Linked DNA regions of Mus musculus: region 1 is linked to region 2. A link is a contact called in public HiChIP or PLAC-seq data. All regions are on one chromosome and are shown on one strand. The core of a region is the stretch at or near the end of the contact, and the rest is flanking DNA. Distances in the headings are between cores, read along the strand shown. Region 1 holds the start of Ppard (peroxisome proliferator activator receptor delta). Region 2 has its middle 9.3 kb from the start of Hmga1.

Region 1 (5,043 bases), core at 1,901-4,400, 690 kb before region 2:
TCCCCTCACACCGTGAAAACAGACGTTGAGCCACGATCTGCATTAAGCACAGAATGGAAAGCTGTTCCCTAGAAGACTGCAGAGTAGACATGCCTCAGGAGGTTATCCAGCCAGCATTGCTAGCTAGGACTTACAAGGCTCTACCAGGACTGGCCCTGTGCTGTACTGGAGGCCTCCTATGCACCAACTCAGCACGGAGCCCTGTGGTTCGTTAAGCAAAGTCAGGACAATAATAGACTGCTTAAGGGTTGTAGGTAGGGGGCTGAAGAGGGGGCTCAGAGGTTAGGAGCTCTTGGAACTCTTTCAGAGGACCCGGGTTTGAGTGCCAGCACCCACACGTAGTTACCAGCTGGAACTCCAGTTCCAGGAGATCCAACGCCTTCTTTTGACCTCCAAGAGCACCAAACACACACGGTACACAGGTGGTGTCGCACAGATACTTACACGGGTAAAATACTCACGCAGAAAATAAAATGAATAAATCTAATTAAAAAAAAAAAGAGACTGTCAGGCAGAATCTCTGGGGAGCCAGAGACTGGACTAATCATTACCAAGCATTCGACTGCACCACTCAAAAATGACCCGGGTTGGGTGGTATATCCCAGCAACCCCAGCACTCAGAAGACAGAGCAGGAAGACTGCCATCAGTGAGGAGGCTACTAGCACAGTGCCCTCAAAGCCAGCCTGGGTTACAGAGTGATACTGAGGAGGGACAGGATGGCTCAGTGGGTAAAGGCGCTTGCCAACCAGCCTGATGACCTAAGTTCAATCCTGGGGACACCAGGAGGAGAACACTGACTCCCACGCTCGCACAAATAAATAATAAATGGGATGTTTCTCATAGGAAGAAAAGATTCCTTCTAACCTCCTCCACTCTCCTGTCATCCCCACATCTAGTGCTCCATATAGGGGCCTTAGGGATCAGACGAGAGGAGGCTCACTCAACCCCAGGCCAGCCACAGTCCTAATGCTTTCGTGGAAAACGGTCAGTGCACACAAAGATCACAAAACTGTAAGACCTGGTCAAGCTGGTTCAGTTGGCTCCCTGCTGTGGCTCCAGAAGGTGGCCTGTTCTATGGCCAATTCTGGCTCAAAGACAGAGAGTGTGATCCTCAAAAGAGGAGACCTAGAAACCTGGTGCCAACGGAACCCTGGGCTCCCGCTTCTGAAGTTAGAGTGGGTCAGACTTCCAGAGCCTTCAAAGATAAATATATGTTCTCTCCTGAGGATGACTCCAGGGACCCAAGGCAAACAAAGAGGCTCAACTCTGCATACAACTGAGCTGTGCCTGGAAGCAGACAGCCCAAGTTCCTTTGCAAGGCCTCACTGGTGCAATCCCTCGACCTGCCCAGGCAGATACCAAGGCAATACCCCAGACCACACCTGGGCAAAGGGAAGAAACGTCAGCTGCCTCTCCCAGCCTCAGTAAATACAGATGCCCAGGAAACGGAAGGAAAAAGGGCACCGAGGAACCATGCCCAGTGACCAACACAAGAGGCACATTCCGTCAGTGAAAGACAGGAGGTAAACTCAGTCGCTGGACCAAGACCCCAAGATTAAGGGAACAGATGCCCAACAGCCCCAGGGCTAGCAGGCCCACAATCCATTGAAAAACTAAAACGGGAATGTATTCTGGGGCTGGTGAAGTGGCTCAGGACGTAAAGGTGGTTGTCATCATACCTTAATGACCCGAGTCTATTTCCAGGAACCACAATATCGAATGAGAGAGCCACCTCCCAACTCCAGTAAGCTGTGCTCTGACCTACACCCCACCCCACATCCACACCCCACAGAAATAAATAAATGTAACTTGTAAGCAAACATTCTAGAGCCAGTACAGGGAGGAAAAACCAAGTTTAAAACCAAGGGCAGGGCTGGTGAGATGGCTCAGTGGGTAAGAGGTACCCGACTGCTCTTCCAAAGGTCCGGAGTTCAAATCCCAGCAACCACATGGTGGCTCACAACCATCCGTAACGAGATCTGACACCCTCTTCTGGTGTGTCTGAAGACAGCTACAGTGTACTTACATATAATAAATAAATCTTTAAAAAAAAAAAAAAAAAAAACCAAGGGCATAGCTTCTGCTCTTAGCTGTATGGAAAAGGGCAGTGCGTGGAAGGCACCGTATCATGGTTTAAATACATTCCATAATATCCCAAATGAGTCCTGTTTCCTGAAAGGGTGAAAAGAGTTATATGAAGCCTCTGGCTACCCCTGGCACACACCCAACTCAGAGCCGTCTCCCCCAAGGGTTCCTGGAAGTCAACAGACTCATAAAGGGGAAGTATTATAAAGCTGAGATTACGAGGGCCTACCAACTGGCCATCCCTCCCAATACAACACCCAGTGAAACCTGTGACCCGAACAAATCTGGTCAAGCTGGCGCTCAACACCCCACTCCCAGCTCAACTGAAGGTGAAACGGAAGCCTATCGTGCACCTCTGGGTTCTCCTCAAGCAGAGGCATAAAAAAAAAAAAAAAAAAAACTAGAAGCGAGGCAGTCGGGTGACAGGAGGTGAAAAGGACAGGAGATGAGAGCTGAGCCTAAGTGGGGCCTCTGCCGGTAGCCAGGATAGAAGGGGCTCGGATAAACCGGACTGGCTCACAACATCCTAAAGAAGATGGGGAGGGATAGGGCAACCCGAAAACGGGTCAGAGAGGAGGAGAGCACTGACCGACAGGGCAAGGATGGAAGGCTATCGAGGGAGGCAGGAAGGATCTCCAAGGAGGGCCTGGGTAGCGGGACAGCAAGGGAGGCGCTCAGAAAGGGGGTCAGAAGGGAGGTGACATGGGGTTCTTTGGAATTGAGAGGAGATGAAGCCACGGGGCTTTAGAGGGATCAGGGTGGGTGGGAGGAGGGAGGGAGGCCGGCTCCGAGCAACCACAGGGGTCCCTGCGGTGGAGACCCCAGCGGTGGCTCCTCAGCGCGCAAGCCGAGCATAGACGAGCCGCAGAGGCGCGGAAAGCGGCTCTCGGAGCCCCTGACCCCACCATCCACCTCAGCCCGGGCCGCGCTGGCCTCTCCCGATCCGCACGGACCTGTCCCGGCCGCCTCTCGCGCCGCTGCCGCCGTCCCGCAGGCTCCGCAGAATCCCCCAGCTCCTGCCAAAACTTTTCCCATTAATCCCCAGGTCCGCCGCGGCCTGCGGCGTCACACGCTCCCAGCCCCGGCGCCGCCCCCAGCCCCGTGATGTCACCGCGCCGCTGGCTCCCTCCCCCACAACTAAGCACTCGCCCCCGCCCCCTTCCGCCATAGCAGTAGCCAATCGCCGCGCCGCCTGGAGCCACTCCTTTGACAGCCATCGCTCCGCCCACTGCACAGCTGCCCTGGCGCGTCTGCAGCGCCCTCTGCAGTCAGACGTGGGAGCAGCAGCTGAGGAAAGCGCTGGGGAGAAGTTAGGGCTGGTCAAAGCAAGCCTCACGAAACGATATTTAAAGCTTTAAAGCGCGGAAAGAAGGTGGAGGTCATCTAATACAACCTCCTCACTCTTCCTGAGAAGAAACTAGGCATAGACTTGTGTGGTTTGAAGCAAGAAGCAAAGCTAAGGGCGGTGGGGGAAGGAATAGAGGCAAACTGTAATTTTCAGAGGCGCTTGGGAGAGGCATATGGTGGGAGACTTGGGAATGAAAATACAGACGCATACGTTTTACAAAATATCTATTTTTATATGTCAGAGTGTTTTGTCTGCATGTCTGTCTCTGCACCATGTGCGTTCAGTGCCTGCAGAGTCTGGAAGAAGGCGTTGGATCCCCTGGAAGTGGAGTTACAATGGAGAACTTCCATGTAGATGCTGGGAAGCGAGCCTCTTCAAGAGTAGCAAGCGCGATCTTCACCACTGAAGCATCTCTTCAGCACCCCCAATTTTTTAACTGGTGGCTAGTTCAATGGCTCAACGGGTCATCGCTTTGTCTCCAAGCCTGAAGACTTGAGTTCAGTCCCTGGGACTGCCTCCTGAAGGTTATCTTCCAATCTCTACACACCGCATGTGCACTTTCATATACACCCACACAAGAAAAAAGAAAGATCTGGAAGGCATGATGGCACTCTAACTCCAGCACTCAGGAGGTAGAGGACCCGTTTGAGGTCATTTTTAGCAATGGAGAAAGTTTTGGGCCAGCCTGTGCTTATAGGCCTTGTGAAGCCAAATAGAAAACAAATTTTAAAAGAACTTTTCTCCCACTTGAGATTTCTGTCGCTGGATGTCAGGGACCAGACAAGACAAGAACTCTGTACCTGGGCTTGCCTGTCACCCCAACTCATCATATACCACAGAGAGTATGTAGCCAGAAGGCAATCTGTCACTGGCTGGTTTCATCATCCTAGAATGAACAAAACTTGGCTGGCAGGAAAGTCAGCAGGCACCTCCCTCCTCCACACCGCCATTAAAGGTCACCTCTGCCCGGTCTGGCACTCCTTACAGTGCATCCTTAGCTCGCTGGATTGGAGAACCCCACACCACTTTTTTTCTGCTTTGTTTTCGAGTGTGTGTGTCTGTGTGTGTGTGTGTGCGCGTGCGCACGTGCGCGTGTGCACTTGGAGGACAGAGAAGGGTACTGTGTGTCTTCCAAGGATAGGTTTCCACGGTTTTCCTTTGAGGCCTGGTCTCCTGATGCATGCACGAGCGGTTCTGGTTTGGTGGGATAGGCTGTCAGCCATCAAGCCTGGGCTATCCTGGTTCTGCAATTACAGGAATTCACAGGACCACACCCTGCTTTTCCCTGTGTGTCGGGATCTGAACGCTGGCTGCTCTGCGTGAACAGCAGAGGCGCTTAACTTTCCTGCTCTCTCCCTAGCTCCCTTCTATTGCTTTTGAAATGAATTTGTATTAAGTTTTTAGATATCACTTCCCTTGTCCTCCAAGACTGTAGTAAAAAATGGCCTGGGGAAGTCAGAGATTTCTGCCATTTTGTGTCTGGCAGAGCTCTGGTGGAGGGTCTCGAGCTGGTCTTGAACTCCTGACCTTCCTGCCTGCACTTCCCACATGCTGGAATCCTCTAGACCCAGTTTATGTGGCTCTGAGTATGGAACAAGGGCTTCATGCT
Region 2 (5,172 bases), core at 1,096-3,595:
AGGAGATGGGGGTGGGGGCTGGAGCTGTGAAGTTGGCCTGGAATCTAGCCTGGAGCGGGCAGCAGAGAGCCCTGCTTTCCCATCTTCCTGGTCTTCATCCATCCTGTGCTTGCCAGGCCTGTCCCCACTGCAGGGCTCACTGTGACTTCCAGGACCCAGTCTCCCTTGAGACTGGCTCAGGCAGCCTCTTTGCATTCTCCTTTCTAGGGACCTAACCACAGCACCACACATCAGTGGCTCGCCAAGATAAAATCTCCTGGGAGCAGGCAGTGGGCTCTAGGCGTGGGTTAACTCGCACTGGGGATCCTCTACAGCCCTAAATCATCTGGTGGGGTGAACAGAGAATCCCGAGATAGTCATGCTGACACTGGCCAGCCATTCCAGTTCTTGGGGGCAGTGCTAGGCGGGAGCCGCTGACAGCCAGGTTTCTGGGTCACCATCCAGGGTGCCCTGCCAGTTCCCAGGCCTGGGTGAGGAGCATGTGCGCTCTGCCACTGAAGCTCATGCCCCTCTGCTGCCTTTGTCCTTGTCCTTTGGGGCGTGTTCCCATCCCCCACCTCTAGTCTGGCAGCAGCCTCAGCCCTGAGCGAGCTCAGGGGCCCCCAAGGAGGGGCTAGGTGCTGACCATCAGAGAATTCCTGGGTTGGTAGAACTGATGTAAAAAAGACTCAAAGCCCCCTACCAACAATGGTCTCTCTTGTTTGGCAGGAGCCTGCCCCTCCAGCCTACTGCTCAGATGGGCTCCTCTTCCAGAGGATCTGCTGCCGGAAGACAGAGCAGAAAAAGGACATGTTCCCACAGAGATGGATTGAGGTTGCCCACCTGATGTCCCGGCTCACACAAGGTCCGTCTGAAAAGGGTGGCCTCCCCTGGAAATGTACCTCCCTTCCTAAGATCTCAGCAGTCATACAGTCAGGCTGAGACCCAAGAGTTAGTGCATCTCACAAAGGACGGGTGAGAGGTCCAGGGGCCATGGTGGGGGTGGAGGTTGGGGCATCTTAGGCCGTCCTTGGTGTGGGTGTCTCAGGCAGCTGGTGAGGTGGGATAAATCTCCTGGGGGACCGTGTTGTTTTGGGACACCCCCCCCCCCACACACACATCATTTAGAGAAGGGAATGGGCCCAGCAAGGATCAGGTCAAAGCTGAGGGCTCTAGGGATGCCAGTCCTCCTGTGATGCTGTCCCCACTGCCCTGGCCAGCACATAGGGCCAGCCCCTCCCCCAACATGTGACCCTTTATTGTACTTGAGGAGGGAGCTGCTGGATGTGTAGCCTCCAGGACGATGGATTCAGGTGCAGGTCTCTCTTCCTGCCATGCAGGTTCACCAGCTAGGGTATCTGCCTCCTGCTCCGTGAGGTGATTTCAGGTTTTTTTTTTTTTGTTGTTGTTGTTTTTTTTTTTTTTTTTACATTTTGTTGTGGCTTCTAGAATGTTTAGATGTGGTCTCTCTCTGTCTCTCTCTCTGTCTCTGTCTCTGTCTCTGTCTGTCTGTCTGTCTGTCTGTCTCTCTCTCTCTCTCTCTCTCTCTCACACACACACACACACACACACACACACACAATCCTAGCACTTAGGAAACTGAGGCAGGAGGATTGTGGCAAAAAAATCTAAAAGCAATAGGCAGTCCCAAGCTTTAATCCCAACCCACTTGGTCTTTACAAGGTTAATCTGGTCTACATAGTGAGTTCTGGACCAGCCAGGGCTACACCGTGAGACCCTGTTTCCAAAACAAACCCACAAACATAAAATACTCACACACATAAAATGAGCAAGTCTTTAAAAAAAAAACAAAGTCAACTAAAAAAGAACATTCAACATTCCTTGGGTGAGCCTGAACCTCTGCAGCACAGTGGCTGGCCTAGATAATTCTCTGTATTTATGGCTTGCTGGTGCGATCCCTGAGCCCAGAATGCCCTCTCCTTTTGTTGTTTGAGGCAGGGTCTCACTAGTTCAAGACTGGGCTGGCCTTGAACTCACAGATACCTGCCTGCCTCTGCCTTCTAAGTGTGGAAACCCCTGTGAGCCAGGACATCTGCGCTTGGCAAGGCAAGTGTAAACATACCTTGTTCACTGTCTTAGCTCAGGTCCTGAAAACCTGGCACAGAGTAGGTGTTCAGAATTTCCGCCATCTAAGGGAAAAGTTCATTTGGGGACAACCTGGGGGCAGCAGGGTGAGGAACTTTCACTGCCTGCCCTAGCACCTGGGCACACCTGACACAAAGGACCTGTAAGGTGGCTTGGAAGACTGCCAAGGGTCATTCTAATACTGCCACTCTGTGGACAGGTGTATGCTGGGGCCCTGGCTGTGTCCTAGGGAGGCTAGGGTAACTGATCCTCCCAGTGCCTGGGGCATCTGGAGCTGGAGGCTGGGTGCCCATGGCTCAGGCTCACACAAGGTCAGTGTGTCAAAGGGACATGGAACACACTTTCTCTTTCCCCGAGATTCCATCACACTGTGAAAGCCCCTTCCGCAGGGACTTCCCTCCCGGCCTGACTCAGGCTGCCTCACGCCCCGTGACTCAGGCAGGAGCCTTGCCAGCCCAGCCCCACATCCTGCACTGCTCAGTCCAGAAGACGGCCTGAGCCAGGGATAGGAGCTGGTAAGAGCCTCCCGGATCCCCAGTGGAGACCCACCACAGCCCCAGCTGAAGTAAACCATGAGCTTGGTGTGGTGCTGCAGTCCTGTGATCTCGGCACTCTGGAGAACCAAGAGTTCAAGGCTGTCCTAGGCTCGACATCGGGTTCAAGGCCAGCCTGGGCTTCATTCGAGCTAAATACAAAACTGTAATAAAGTCCATGGCTGGGTGTGAATGCACAGGCCTGAAATTCCAGATCTCGGGAGACAGGGGTAAGAGGGACCCTGCAAGTTCAAGGCCAGCCTGCTGTACCAGCCAGGGAACATAAATGAGCAAATGAAAAAGAAAGAACACAGAGACTGAACTCCAGGAGGCACAAAGTTATCAGGAGGGGGAAACCCCAGAGGGACTAACCAAGCAACCTGTTACTCTAGACGGAGGAAAGTCAAAATGCAAGACCAGGAGGAGAGAGCAGGGCCAGCATTGGGGGAAGGACTCGGTGAGCATCCCTGGGAGACCAGGATACAGGAGGTGCTGGCCCACACTGGCCGCTTCCTGGCTTCCTGCCCCCTGCTGCCCCCCCGGGACCTCTCCAGGGAGACTGACAAGAACTCCAGCTGAGGACCTTGCTTTCTCTCATCTGCTTTTCCAACTCTGTCCTTGGGTCTCAGTCTTGTGGACTGCAGAATGGATGGGCCCTGGAGAGGCGAGACAGCCACAGAACCGTATCTGCAGCTTTGGTCCTTAGCCCGGCTGCTCCCTGAGGGCCACTGGGGAACCCAGCATCTTTGTTTTTTCTATTGGAGGAGCATCGTGGAACAGAGGCAGTTTGCTGAGCTGGTGCAGGTCAGGGAGGAGGCAGTCGGGGCAGCTTCCCTCCCAAGCGCCAAGTCTCAGAGCGACAGTCGGACAGTCGGATCCGTGTAGCTGGCTTACAGCTGAGTGGGGCAGCGAGGGGGTGTAAATTTCTCAAGACCACGCAGGAAAGTGGGACCCCCTACCTATCTGGTTCTAAATCGATCTCTCTAAACCTTTCCTGGAAATGGGTGTGTGTGGCTCGGTGCTGAGGGGGCTTTGCATGAAGCCAGCTGCCAACCCCAGTAGTTCAATACCAATGCAAGTCTCCAAGCTTCGGGGGAGGGGCATCACTTCCGGGAGAGCGATGGAGGTGTGAGCAGAGCTTGGGGAGCCAAAGCCCGGAGCGCACCAGGCCCTTTCTCGGGCAGGATTAGGAAAGAGTCAGGGACTTGTATCCCAGAGTCGGATGTTTGACCCACTACCAGCACAGTAAAGTCAAGAAGGAGAAAGGTCCACAGAGAGAGCGGGGAAGGTGACCTATGATGCGATGTTTCATAAGGACCCGTGCGGGAGCCCAGAGTCATGGGTCGTCCCAGGCCTGGGATGATGGCATGCCAGGGTGTTAGCAGCCAGCGCGTATAGAGGCAAAGCCTGCTTAGGACAGGGTTTCACTTATTGGTTTTCTGGCCGTTCTCTGGCCTCAGCCTCCCGAGGGGTGGGATTTTGTTGGTGAGCTAATGTACTTGGCTTCTCTTGTTATTTATTTCTTTGCTTATTTATTTATTTATTTATTTATTAAAATTAAAAATTTTTAAAAGATTTATTTATTTAATGTAAGTACACTGTAGCTGTCTTCAGACACTCCAGAAGAGGGCATCAGATTTTTGATACGGATAGTTGTGAAGCACCATGTGGTTGCTGGGATTTGAACTCGGGACCTTTGGAAGAGCAGTCGGTGCTCTTAACCGCTGAGCCATCTCACCAGCCCCTTATTTATTTATTTATTTATTTATTTATTTGTTTGTTTTTTGGTTTTTTGTTTTGTTTTGTTTTTTTGGTTTTTCGAGACAGGGTTTCTCTGCATAGCCCTGGCTGTCCTAGAACTCACTTTGTAGACCAGGCTGGCCTCGAACTCAGAAATCCGCCTGCCTGCCTTTGCCTCCCTAGTGCTGGGATTAAAGGTGTGCACCGCTACTGCTGATAGTTGTTTGGTTTTTGAGGCAGGTTTCTCTGTGTAGCCCTGGGTTATCCTGGAACTCACTCTGTAGACCAGGCTGGCCTCAAACTCAGAGATCTGCCTGCTTTTGCTTCTCGAGTGCCAAGTGCTGAGATTGAAGGTCTTTCCTTCCTTCCTCCCTCCCTCCCTCCCTCCCTCCCTCCCTCCCTCCCTCCCTCCCTCTCTCCCTCTCTTTCTCTCTCTCTTTCTTTCTCTCTCTTTCTTTCTCTCTTTCTTTCTTTCTTTCTTTCTTTCTTTCTTTCTTTCTTTCTTTCTTTCTTTCTTTCTTTCTTGTGTTTTGATTTGAGACAGGGTTTCTCTGTGTAGCCCTGGCTTTCCTAGAACTCACTCTGCAGACCAGGCTAGCCTCAAACTCAGAGATCTACCTGCCTCTGCCTTCTTCCCAAGCGCTGGGATCAAAAACATGAGCCTCACCACCCCCGGCTCAGCCTCGGCATTCTGAACAGCATTATTTTATACCGCCGATTAAGCAAGCATGAGAAGAACGAGGCTGGTTCCTGGGCAACTGCGGCACAGGCTGCCTCTGTCCCACGTGCCCAGCCTCCCTCCTCTGAGGACGAA

The links. HiChIP or PLAC-seq counts read pairs in DNA pulled down with a chosen protein or histone mark.
Region 1: a contact with region 2 is called in an HNF4G HiChIP or PLAC-seq map of pancreatic cancer cells. The contact joins the promoter of Ppard here to the enhancer-like site in region 2. A contact is called at or near these places in 2 of 39 promoter capture datasets (embryonic stem cells and pre-B cells) and 2 of 115 datasets of contacts at active chromatin or transcription factors (embryonic stem cells and pancreatic cancer cells).

The regions. Positions count from the first base shown.
Region 1 is chr17:28,230,861-28,235,903 of GRCm38.p6, reverse strand. It overlaps Ppard (peroxisome proliferator activator receptor delta), which reads right to left and starts at 3,150. Exons shown (of 8, transcript NM_011145.3): 1 at 3,040-3,150.
Region 2 is chr17:27,544,729-27,549,900 of GRCm38.p6, reverse strand. No RefSeq gene overlaps it. Among named protein-coding and RNA genes, the nearest start is that of Hmga1, 9.3 kb to the left of the region's middle. Within about 2 kb of position 2,345, at least 123 of the 459 cell types and tissues checked have an H3K27ac peak or open chromatin away from gene starts, as enhancers often do. A contact at or near this core is called in pancreatic cancer cells, where this site is marked.